Regions from separate parts of the Ovis aries genome. Here region 2 is linked to region 1. Evidence: chromatin contacts called from public Hi-C data. All regions are on one chromosome and are shown on one strand. Each heading gives the region's core, a stretch centred on a gene start, on an enhancer-like site or on the middle of the called end of the contact. The rest is flanking DNA. Distances are from core to core; before and after follow the strand shown.

Region 1 (6,081 bases), core at 1,459-3,958:
ATGCCCACTGACAGAGGAATGGATAAAGATGTGGTACACACATACAATGGAATATTACTCAGCCACCAAAAAGAATGAAATAATGCTATTTGCAGCAACATGGATGGACCTAGAAAGGGTCACACTGAGTGAAGGAAGTCAGAGAAGGAGAAATATTCTATGACATCCCTTATATGTGCAATCTAAGAAGAAATGTTACAAATGAATTCACAAAACAGAAAGAGACTCACAGACTTATAGAATGAACTTATGGCTTCCGAGTGAAAGGAGGGAGGAAAGAGATAGTTGCGGAGTTTGGGATTGACATGTACACATGACTATATTTAAAATGGATAACCAATAAGGATCTCCTGTATAGCACATGGAACTCTGCTCAATGTTATGTGGCAGCCTGGATGGGAGCGGAGTCTGGGGGAGAACGGATACATGAGCCCCTTTGGTGTTTACCTGAAACTATCACATTTTTAATTGCCTATATCACAATACAAAATAAAAAGTTAAAAAAAAAAACAAACCTGTTAACCAGTTAATTTTCTTTTTATTCCATAAACTAATCATTCAGAAAAATAAGAGTCCAGCCCATTAGAAGGCTGGAGATATCTGTTCAAATTAAGATGGAGATGGGGTAGGGTGAAAGGAACCTATATTTTGTAGATGGATGGAAATTAGACTGGATCTTGGCTCTGAAACTACCTAGTGAGGGGATGTAATCAAACCATCCATGTCTGAATCCCTGTACACCCTCCTCCTTCCACCCAACTGTATTAAGTTCCCTACATACAAATGAGTTCCATTCTGAGAGAACATTCGAAAATCTAGTTTGTTTCTGAGTTCAACAAAGGTAACCGAGGTCCCTAACTAACACAATCGGCTATACGGTAGTACTGTGATAGGTTTATAATACTTTTCACACAAATAATATGTAAAAGCAAATACAAAAAGTAAAGAAAACATTTTTAATCTTACAGTACAGTATCTTAGAAAGCACAGTAGCATAGTGCAACAGCTCGCATAGAGGGGCTGACATCAAGTGAACAGGCAAGTACCAGCTACATCACTGCTGCTTTTATGCCTGTTTCTGGACATCCTGGGCTTGAAATAAAGGTACTGTCCTACTGTACTCAATAGAATACTGCAAAGTACACAGAACCACAACCGCTTGTAGAGGATGCAAGCACATGGCGATGCCTCCCAGACACGTGAACTAATGTGATTGATTAGTGCACATACGTTCGCATCTTTGAAAGTTCACAACTTGAAGGTGCGTATGTAGGGGAGTTACTGTACATGAAATGAAGTTGGCAATACCCACCGTCCAAGGCTCTGAGGTTCAAACGGGCTCCTTGCACTCCATAAAGAGGTACCATTCATACGAGTGAAAGTAGAATGCGTTTTATAGATGCTTACCTCTCTCAGAGTTGGCTTGCCAATGAAAAAGTCTGTGTTTTTGCTGCTTTTGGGTGGGTTGAACTTGGGATTCAGAAAAGCACATCCATTCGCGATGGCCTCCAGGGGAGCTGGGCCTTCGTACGGGAACCCAAGCCCAACAAACAGCTGTAAGACAGAGAAACACACCACACGTAAACAGAGCGACCAGGACTGGCGTCCCTGGCTCCCAGGGGCCTCTTCTGGGCTCCATGCCTGTGCAGACATCTCTGAGGCTGGGAAGTTCCAAGGCCCGGGCGAGCTGGGGTGATGAGAAGCCAGTTTACAAGAGGACCTGAAAACCAAGACCAGGGACCTTTAAAGGCCCAGGCAGGTGCTCAGGTCATCAGGAATTTCACTTCTTTGTGGAAGAAAAAAAAAAAAAAAAAAGGAAAGGAGTAAGTGTCGGGGGTGGGTAGTTGAGGGGGTAGGGAGGTGGGGGTATTCAAAGAATAACAACAACAAACCTCAAGACTTCACAATAATCTTTCTGTAATGCAACAGGAGACATGACTGGAAAAACACTTGCTTAACTAAACAGAAGGTTTCTTCATTGAACCAAAGGAACAACAGGCCCTTTCAGGGATGCTGGGCACAGGGACAGAAAGGTCGCTCGGCAGTGTGACTGCAGTTCACATGGAGCTGCTTGGAAGCGATGGGAGGTCAGCAAACATGGGTTTTCATAATGGGGTTTTCACTGGGGGACATCAACATCTTGGTTTTTATTTTCTTCTCGATGTGGGGAGAGGGTTCGGAGCTGTGACTGGGCAAGGCTTTCCCTCTCCATCAAGTACACCCTGAGTTGTCCCCACAGCAGACAACAGATGGCAGCAAAAACACATCTCAGAGTCCTTGTTAGAGAACGCTGCGGCCCAGAGCCCCTGTGACAAAAGGGACTTGCTGCAGTTCAGTGGCACTGATTCGTGGGACCAGAAATGAAACATCATCGCATAGAAAGGCCTCCCTGTGTACCCGCCTCCCAGGGCGTTTCACACCGCTGGGGGGCTGTGCTTCCTGACGGGAAGGGTCTGAGTCTGGGCTTGGTGACACGTGAGATCTCCCTAGCCACATGAAGGAGCTGCTCCTGAAACCTCTCCAGTCTCTGAGGCACGTCCAGTGGCAAAGCACAACTGGGCCCCAGAGCGTCCTTTCCTTCTGCCATCACATTGGGGAACAACCACATGGCCAGGCCCCCAAAGTGAAGGAAGCTGCTGGCTTGGACGTGGCTGGATGCCTGGTTCTCTTTTCCTGGGTCCTCTCCCCAGCCATCCTATCTCTGCAGCTTTAATTGAATGATGATTTGGAATGGTTCTGTCTAGAGAGCCCTGAGTACAAGCTGCTGGGTTCCCCAGGCAACACTGGAAGATGAAGCATGTATGTGCTGGGCACCCAATTCCAGGGCTTAACCCAGCGTGGCCCATGTTGGCCATACTGAAGAGTCAGGAAGCCCCCGCAGGGAATTTTCTGGGGCAAGAAACTAAAATCTCAGGTTTTCTGCAGAGACATCCTATAACTGTATGTTCTTTTGCACAGAACAGCGTACTGAAGTGTTTTGTTGTTTTGGAAGAATAACCTTTCAGATCTTGTAGACCTTGAGATGATTCTGAGAGATATCCACAGGGGAAGGAACTGCGGAGGAAAAGCTTTGAGAAGCCAGCTGAGCTCCCTCTGCTGGTGGGGGTCATTTCTTCTGGAGCAGAAGAACCAGAGACACGGAGGGGAAGGAAACACGGCAGCTGGAACCTAGAAGCTGTCTGGTATGAGGGCATCTCCCCCACCATCTGGAGCCCCTGATTTTGGATCTTATTTTCTTGGGCTCCCAAATCACTGTGGATGGTGACTGCAGCCTTGAAATTAAAAGACACTTGCTCCTTGGAAGAAAAGCTATAACAAACTTAGACAGCATATTAAAAAGCAGAGAGATCACTTTGCCGACAAAGGTCCATCTAGTCAAAGCTATGGTTTTTCCAGTAGTCACGTGTGGATGTGAGAGCTGGACCAAAAAGATAGCTGAGGAGCGAAGAACTGATGCTTCTGAAGGTGATGCTGGAGAAGACTCTTGAGACAAACCTGTCCATCCTAAAGGAAATCAACCCTGAATATTCATTAGAAGGACTGACGCTGAAGCTGAATTTCCAATATTTTGGCCACCTGATGTGAAGAGCCAACTCACTGGATAAAACCTTGATGTCGGGAAAGATTGAGGGCAGGAGGAGAAGGGGATGACAGAGGATGAAATGGTTGGATGGCATCACCGACTCAATGGACATGAGTTTGAGTAAACTCTGGGAGATAGTGAAGGACAGGGAACCTGGCATGCTGCAGTCCATGGGGTCCCAAACAGTCAGACATAACTGAGCGACTGAACCACAACATGTAGCTAATAGGAGTTAGACTGTCAGAAAGAACTTCTGTGTACAGGGTATGGCCTGTGCATGCGGCTTAGCGGGACCGGGGGCGGGTGTAACTGACAACAGTAGAAGAAACAAAGGAATGGGTGGGAGATCTAGTTCCGAGACATCCCAGCTTCATTAAACATGAAGAATCCGGGATACTATCCTTAAGGCTTTTGATCTCTGCAATCTGTCACTCCGGCGGATTTAGGGGAGGAGGTGCTGGCTCTCTAGGGAAAAGAGGACCTCTATCAGGCTGTGGCTGAACTCAGGAAACACAGGGCTTCCAGATACTGAAAGATGCAGACAGGGGTCTCCATTGGTTTAACCAGAGACCATAGTATTTCCTAACCTCTGAAAAAGCAGGGCCTGCCATGAAGCGCTGACACTGTCATCAACACTAAACTACAAAGAATAACTTTGGAGGAAATGCAGGAACCATAATGCTTGTCTATTTAAACAGAAAATCCTGGAAAAAGAAATTTAATTAGCTCCTTCAGACCTACCAATCTGAACCCATTAATTAAAAGGATTTGAGGCTGTTGCTTAATGGACTCGAATGTGACCTAGGTTTAATTATATCTGAATAACAATTTGCACCATCTCTTCTGCCCTGCTGGCAACTGAGTATCTCAGTACACATAAAATAAACACTTTGGGCTAACTCTCCAAAACCTCACCAGTTCATAATGAATCTTAAGCAAATACCACACAACTTCTTGGCAAAGAGTCTTCGTCACACTAATTAGGATTGCAGGAAATGCACTACTTGCAAACACCAAAACAACAGTTCTTTGTCACTTCTGTCAACAAACAACTTTTCTTCTTGCTTCCTGTGTCCTCATTACCTGTGACGTTCTAATGCAGCAGATGTATTAAGGTCAAATAGCATACTTGAGGTTTGAATGACAACAGGATAGGCAGAGAGTTTGTCACCACCAAGGGCATTCTGTGACCTTGTGAGGGCTTATGGTCTTGCCACACACTGGCACTTAACCACACTGAATTGCTTTTCCCCCAATTCCCCACTCCCCCATCATTCTGCCCACTTAGATTTCCTTAGCACAGGAACAAGAGAGACACTGCAAGAATGCATTCAAGTGCAAAGGCTCAACTCAGGAGGAAGCAGCATGTTTTATTGATACTTCATCTTGTCTTCAGAAGCCTAGACTGTAATGAGGATATTCCAGATGACAGAACATCTCCATGGCTGCAGCTTGACTCCATCAATGAGCGTTTCTAAACAGAGCTCTAAATTACATGCTCTAAAATTTAACTTTTGAACTAATACTAAGGAAGAGAGAACAGATGAAGCTCCAGGACTGGGAATTCCCTAGGTATCGACAGAGTTCAGTTAAACTACTCAGATTTTCACTCTGTGTGAAAGGAGGAAAGAAATTGTTTTAAACCCCTAAGTGGAGTAGTTGACAAAGAATCCCTTAAGAGTAGATTAAGGTAGTTCTTAGACATCAGTGCATGTATGTGAAATCTAGAAAAAAAAATGGTACAGATGAACTTATTTGCAAAAGAGAAATAGAGACATGGACATAGAGAACAAGCATATGGACACCAAAGGGGTGGGAGGTGGGAAGAATTGGGAGATTGGGATTCACATATATACACTATTAATACTATGTATAAAATAGATGACTAATGAGAACTTCCTCTATAGTACAGGGAACTCTACTTGGTGCTCTTGGTGACCTAAACAGGAAGGAAATTCAAAAAAGAGGAATACATGTATACACACGGCTGATTTACTCTGATGTACCCACTCCAGTGTTCTTGCCTGGAGAACCCCAGGGACGGGGGAGCCTCGTGGCTGCCGTCTATGGGGTCCCACAGAGTTGGACACGACTGAAGCGGCTTGGCAGCAGCAGCAGCAGCAGAAACTAATACAACAATGTGATGCGACCACACGCCAATTTAAAAAATTTCTGTTTGTTTTTCAAAAGGTAGTCATTAGGCAGATTCCAGGGCTGTGGTCAGTTTCCAGGCTCTCTCTCCCGTAGAATATCCAGGATAACCCAAACCAGGAGACTGCATGCCCAGCAGACACTTTTCTGACTTGTTCTCATTAGCCAAGTTGATGGAGCCACTCAGGATGGAGTCTGAGCAACCAGTCAACCTCAGTTTATCCAATAAATAGATTATCAACGCAAAGTGATCAGGACAACAAAGTGATTAAGAATACAAGCTCTGGAGTCAGGCCGACCAGGTTTCTAAGCCTGACTGTATCATCTCCTAGCTCTGTAACTGTGAG
Region 2 (5,608 bases), core at 234-2,733, 230 kb after region 1:
AAAGGCTTTGGTATAGTCAATGAAGCAGATGTTTTTCTGGAATTGTCTTGCTTTTTTGATGATCCAACGGATGTGGGCAATTTAGATCTCTGGTTCCTCTGGCTTTTCTAAATCCAGGACTGGGGAAACAGAGTCTTGGAGGACACAAACAAAACCTTGTGGATGTACCCTTAGTAGACAAGAAATCATTTTTCCTTAATGACTTAACAACATTTGGAAAACAGGGATATTTAATATAAAAAAACTGAGTTTTCTGGCAGCTCCTGAAAAATGGGACTATCTGGTCACACTAAACCCTTTCCTCTGAGAGGACTTTAGCAATAGTGTTGGGCATAGCCCTCCAATTTTCCATGGAAACCATGCAGACTTCGTTATATATCTGTTACCTGCCTAGCATGTAAGTCTTATACTAAATGACTGTAAGATCTAAGGAGAGCATATTCATAAGCATATTTCAACACAGTGCCAGGGGCACAGTGACCAGCAACTGGGCCTGCTGGATACTAGGCACTTGGTATCAAATACTGTGCTAGACCCTCTGTTCACAGCATTTCATTTCATTCTTATCCTTTTGAAATAATTGCTCATCACTTTACATGATGTTCAGAGAATTAGCCAACTGCTCTTTCAAAGCTCACCCAGCTAGTACTGATCCCAAGTTTATGTGATTCCAAAACAAAGGAGTGTGGAAAAGCAAGTAAGGATATAGATAAAGAGTTTCTCATTTAAAAAAAAAAAAGAAAGAAAAAACCACCACAGCAAGAGGCAAACACTCTGGTTTCCCAGATGCAGTTTTTGTTCTACATCTGTCAACAGAAAGTACACACTTTATAGGGTCATTGCTTCTTTCTTCTGGAAAACTCTTAATCTTGCACCAAGAGAGGCGGGCAAGGTCTCACTTATCTTCTGAGATGGCCCACACTCTATGGAAACTTTTCCTCTCAGGGCCACTCTCATTTTCTGAGATGGTCTGCACTCTGTCTGTGGAATGTCTTTCTCTCAAGGATCCTCTAGCTTTCTGAGACAGTCTACACCCTATCAAATGCCTTTCTCTCAGTGCCTCTCTAGGCTTCTGAGATGTTCCACACCCTGTGGAATGCTTTCTCTCAAAGCCTCTCTAGCCTTCTGTGAGTTCACACTCTACGGAATGTGTTTCTCTCATGGTCTCTTAGCCTTCTGAGATGGTCCACACTCTGCCTGTAGAATGTATATCTCTCTAAATAAACTCTTCCAGTTTAAAAGAGAGAGAGAAAGCCAAGATCTACCTCCTAAATCTTCAAATGGGTTAATTCAGCTATAGGGATTAGTGACCATGCTTCCAGCTAGGCAATTCAGAAGGAAAAGCATTCAGCTGAAACATAACATGCCTTCAGTGTGAGATCACAAAGACAAAAAGTCACATCGGGAAGTCATTCCACGGAATAGGAAGTAGGGATCCTTAGCCAAGGGGCAGAGTCCAGAACAAGCACTCAATGACAAACATTCTCTCTTGGGCTACATACCAGCTGACCAGTAACTGAACAAATGGCTATTTAAGCTACTTGCTAGAAAACATAAAAAGTGCTATGCAGTCAGAGTTTGAGGAGGCATCACAGAAGCTCCCAGAAGAGGTCAGATTCTGGTAAAAGTCTAAAAATGACTTTATCATATAGGGCTGTCCACCTATCAATATCTACTGAGATGGATGACACCTCAGCAGTAGGACAAAAATCTACCTACTCTTTTCTCTGGTTCTTATGAATCACAAGATATACTACAAGATGAAATCACTCTTTTAATGTTTATCCTCCTGGACCAGACTCCTCAAAGTCAGAATCAAGGTCTTACTGCTTGAACCCCCAGAACCTTCTACAGTGATTTCCTACGGTGGGTATGAGTAGGTAGTCAAAAGGATTCTTTTTCCGATCTACACATTTGCTTCAACACTCACAGCAAAGTACCAAACAAATCACATGCAGATATATATTACAGATACATATATATTTACTTTATGATAAATTCTAACACAAAGTGGCTTATATATATTTGTGTTAGAATTTATCATAATAGTGATACAAAATCAGAACCACATCTGATGCAGGGAGGGGCCATGCCCATGACACAGTGCCTCAGAGAGATTTGACTGCTGCCCATGAAACAGGCTGAGCCTAGAACTTTGCTCCCTGAACATTCATGTGCCTGGGAATCACCTAGGACTCTGGTTATTCTGTAGATTCTGAGTCTGTGGGCCTCAAGCATCTGCACTTATTCATTTTTTTTTCTTTTTGCATTGAATAACATTTTTCAGTTTTTTAAAGATTTTTTGTTGTTGTTATGGATCATTTTTTTAAAGTCTTTATTGAATTGAATGTGTTACAATATTGCTTCTGCTTTACTTTTTTTAACTTTTTAGTTTATATTGGAGTATAGCCAATTAACAATGCTGTGACAGTTTCAGGTGGACAGCAAAGGGACACAGCCATACATATATATGTGTCCATTCTCTCCCAAATTCCTCTCCCATCCAGGCTGCCACATAACACTGAGCAGAGTTCCTTGTGCTATACAGTAGGATATTGTTGGTTATCCATTTCAAGTACAGCAGTGTGTACACATCAATCCTAAGCTCCCTTTTTAAAATTGATTTACAATGTTGTGCTAACTTCTGCTATACAGCAGAATGACTCTATTATACATATATACATTCTTTTTTATATTATTTTCCATTATAGTTTATCCCAGGATACTGAATACAGTTCCCTGTGCTACACAGTCAGACCTTGTTGTTTAACCATCCTATATATAATATAGTTTGCATCTGCTAGTCCCAAATCCCAGTCCTCCCTCTCCTAGCCCTTAACAAACACAAGTCTGTTCTCTGTGACTGTGAATCTGTTCCTGTCTCATATGTAAGTTCATTTATGTTGTATTTTAGATCCCACATAGAAATGATATGCTTTTCAATAAGTGCTAAGTGATTTGGTATTGGTCTTTCTCATTCTGACTTCCTTCACTTAGTATGATGATCTCCTGCTGCGAGAGTCCGCACTTCTGATAAGCTTCCAGCTGTTGCCAACACTGCCAGTTTGTGGAGCGTCTCTGAGCAACGGGGATCTAAGAGCTCCAACAAGGACCCTAACCGCCTTGGTTCCTTGCAGCCTACGCCATGCCGTAAGGAGCTGGGGTGACAGGCAGCAGAGGGCAGAACTGATGAGATGTGCTTTCGATGGGAAATTCCTAAGGCAACGACCTTTCCCTTTTATTTCATTCAAGCTCTGACAATCTATCAGCAGTCATGCCTAATGGGTAAAAATTAGTATAGGGTGGGGGGAAGAAACCTTTCAAAAACAAATTTCAAACACCTTCCAGACCACCCCTTGTGTGGCTGCCACAGCTGTGGTGATCTGGGCCATGCACCTCCAGATGCCTGGTGAGGGCTTTATCCTCACTAGAAACAGGTATCTACATGCTCCTGCAGCCTCTATTCTTTTCTTCCAGATCATACATTGTTAACTTCCAGTCTCTTCTGTTGTTAACTTACTCAGTCGTGTCCAACTCTTTGCGACCCCACAGACTGCAGTATACCAGGCCTCCCTGTCCATCACCAACTCCTGGAGTTCGCTCAAACTCATGTCCACTAAGTTGATGATACCATCCAATCATCTCATCCTCTGTCACAGGAAAGCTAAATATTGGGGGCCCACAGAATCCAAGGGGAATCTGAAAAAAGCTATGAACACTCTCTGCTTCCCAAATACCCAGACACTAAAGGTTATTTAACATTTCAGAGGTTTCATAGACAGTGCTGAATCTATAAAAGGAAGCCTGTGCCCTGTCTTCTAGAAGCTGTACTTTAAAAAAACAAACAAACAAACAAACAGGTTAAGACTTACTCAGAACACTTCATTTTTAAACAAATCCTTTTCTACAAATACTCCATGGGAGATATCATGTCCCTGCCTCTGGAAACTTTTCTGCAGATCATAAAATGCCAGCAAACAGGTGTCATGCCTTGTTACAGAGCGAGATGACAAATGAATGAAAGCCCAAATTTCAAGACAAAGCCACCAGCCTGGAAACAATAACTGTGCTGGCCACTACTCCACCCACATTTTCTTAAAAGCATGCAAGAGATGGTGGGACTTGTTCTGTTCAGCCACAGAGGACTGTAGGATGGAGGGGACCAGAGGAGAAGCGGAGAGGAAAACTAATTAAAAAGCAAATGGGGAAAAACGAGCTTGGAAAGGGCTCACTGAACTGCTGACAGCCTAGAGTGCGGAGGTGAAAAACAAATGCAAAAGAGATTTGGCAGAATCCAAAAAGAGCAGGATCAGAATGAGAAATGAGGCCACGACCAACTCCCAGCTACAAGTCACAGAGAGGAGTCAGAGTGACATTTACGTGGAGGAGAAAAGAAAAAGTTCCCTGGATGAAAAGGGAGTGAACAGAGTGGACTGAAGGAGAGAGAGAGATAAGGAGGACCATGGACAGATAGCTGCTGCAGAAAATAAAACATGGCAGCATCACAGTCACACACACATAGAACAGCAGAGAATCTTACCAAAGCCATCAAATGCCCTCTTAAGAAAAAAGAGGGAGGGGACGATGAGCAGCCTAAGCCATCACAGATCAGCTTAAAATTACGAATGAAAGCCTACCCGGTACATGGAAGAATTTGCAGGCACCTGCAGGGGTGCCTCCCGGGCCCCACCCTCACATCACAGGCCAGGTGGCTCCTGCTCACTAATGCAGGAAACGACAAGCCAGAGAGACACCCTCTTATGCTCCTTTCATCTGAGCCACTGATGGTGGAGACAGGTCATTTCACTGCGGGCAGAGGTGGGGATGTGGGAAAGAGACTCTGTATGCATGCAGGTGCCTAAGGACAGAACTTGGAAACAGAGCTGCATCTGGAAAGTAAAGTTTCCTGAAATGAGAGGCTGTGGGAGAACCAGGATCCCATGGCCAGGTGTGAAGATGCACAGCACTGCCCTGCAGTGTCACACAGAACAGAAAGTCCCACTGGCTACTCAAAGACTCGTGGATTTCTCTGCAAACCTTTCTTCCAACAAGGGGTACCTTGTTGTTGGTACCTGTGCTGTGCTTCTATAGACTCGGGGTGGGGGGGGGGGCGGCGGGGAGCTGTGCACGCACGTGGGTGCACGCTCAGTTGCTGAGTCCTGTCAAACTCACTGACACCCTATGCTTCTGTCCCTTACGAAAGACAATGGACTCAGCAAGAGCCCAATTACAGGCGTGATGCTGAATGTTAAGGCAGCTAGCCAGTTAGTGTTTACCCACTACCAGGCTCCACTAATAGCCTTTTACTTATACAAGCTCATTTATTCCTTTTGGTCACCCCAGAGGGAGGCAGCATCTCCACTTTACAGATGCAGGACCAAGAAAGCAACTCACTTGCCGAGGTCACACCTCTAATAAGAGGCAGGGGGCAGCATTTGAACCCAAGACCCTTAACAATTTCACCAGCAGTTCCCAAACTCAAGGGGCTTCCCTGGTGGCTCAGACAGCAAAGAATCCACCTACAGTGCAGGGGACCCAGGTTCGATCTGTGGGTCGGGAAGGTCCGCTGGAGGAGGGAATGGCAAACCACTCCAGTATGGGAGAATTC

The links. Hi-C and Micro-C count contacts between places; a contact is called where the count stands out from the background.
Region 2: a contact with region 1 is called in a Hi-C map of hypothalamus, with 4 times the contacts expected there. The contact joins two enhancer-like sites. A contact is called at or near these places in 4 of 16 Hi-C or Micro-C datasets (hypothalamus, muscle and tail adipose tissue).

Annotation. Positions count from the first base shown.
Region 1 is chr2:176,324,258-176,330,338 of ARS-UI_Ramb_v3.0, forward strand. MGAT5 (alpha-1,6-mannosylglycoprotein 6-beta-N-acetylglucosaminyltransferase) reads right to left here. Exons shown (of 18, transcript XM_060410112.1): 14 at 1,408-1,554. Among named protein-coding and RNA genes, the nearest start is that of TMEM163, 330 kb to the left of the region's middle. Within about 2 kb of position 2,709, at least 12 of the 54 cell types and tissues checked have an H3K27ac peak or open chromatin away from gene starts, as enhancers often do. A contact at or near this core is called in hypothalamus, where this site is marked.
Region 2 is chr2:176,554,333-176,559,940 of ARS-UI_Ramb_v3.0, forward strand. All of the region lies in intron 2 of MGAT5 (alpha-1,6-mannosylglycoprotein 6-beta-N-acetylglucosaminyltransferase), which reads right to left. Among named protein-coding and RNA genes, the nearest start is that of MGAT5, 120 kb to the right of the region's middle. Within about 2 kb of position 1,484, at least 8 of the 54 cell types and tissues checked have an H3K27ac peak or open chromatin away from gene starts, as enhancers often do. A contact at or near this core is called in hypothalamus, where this site is marked.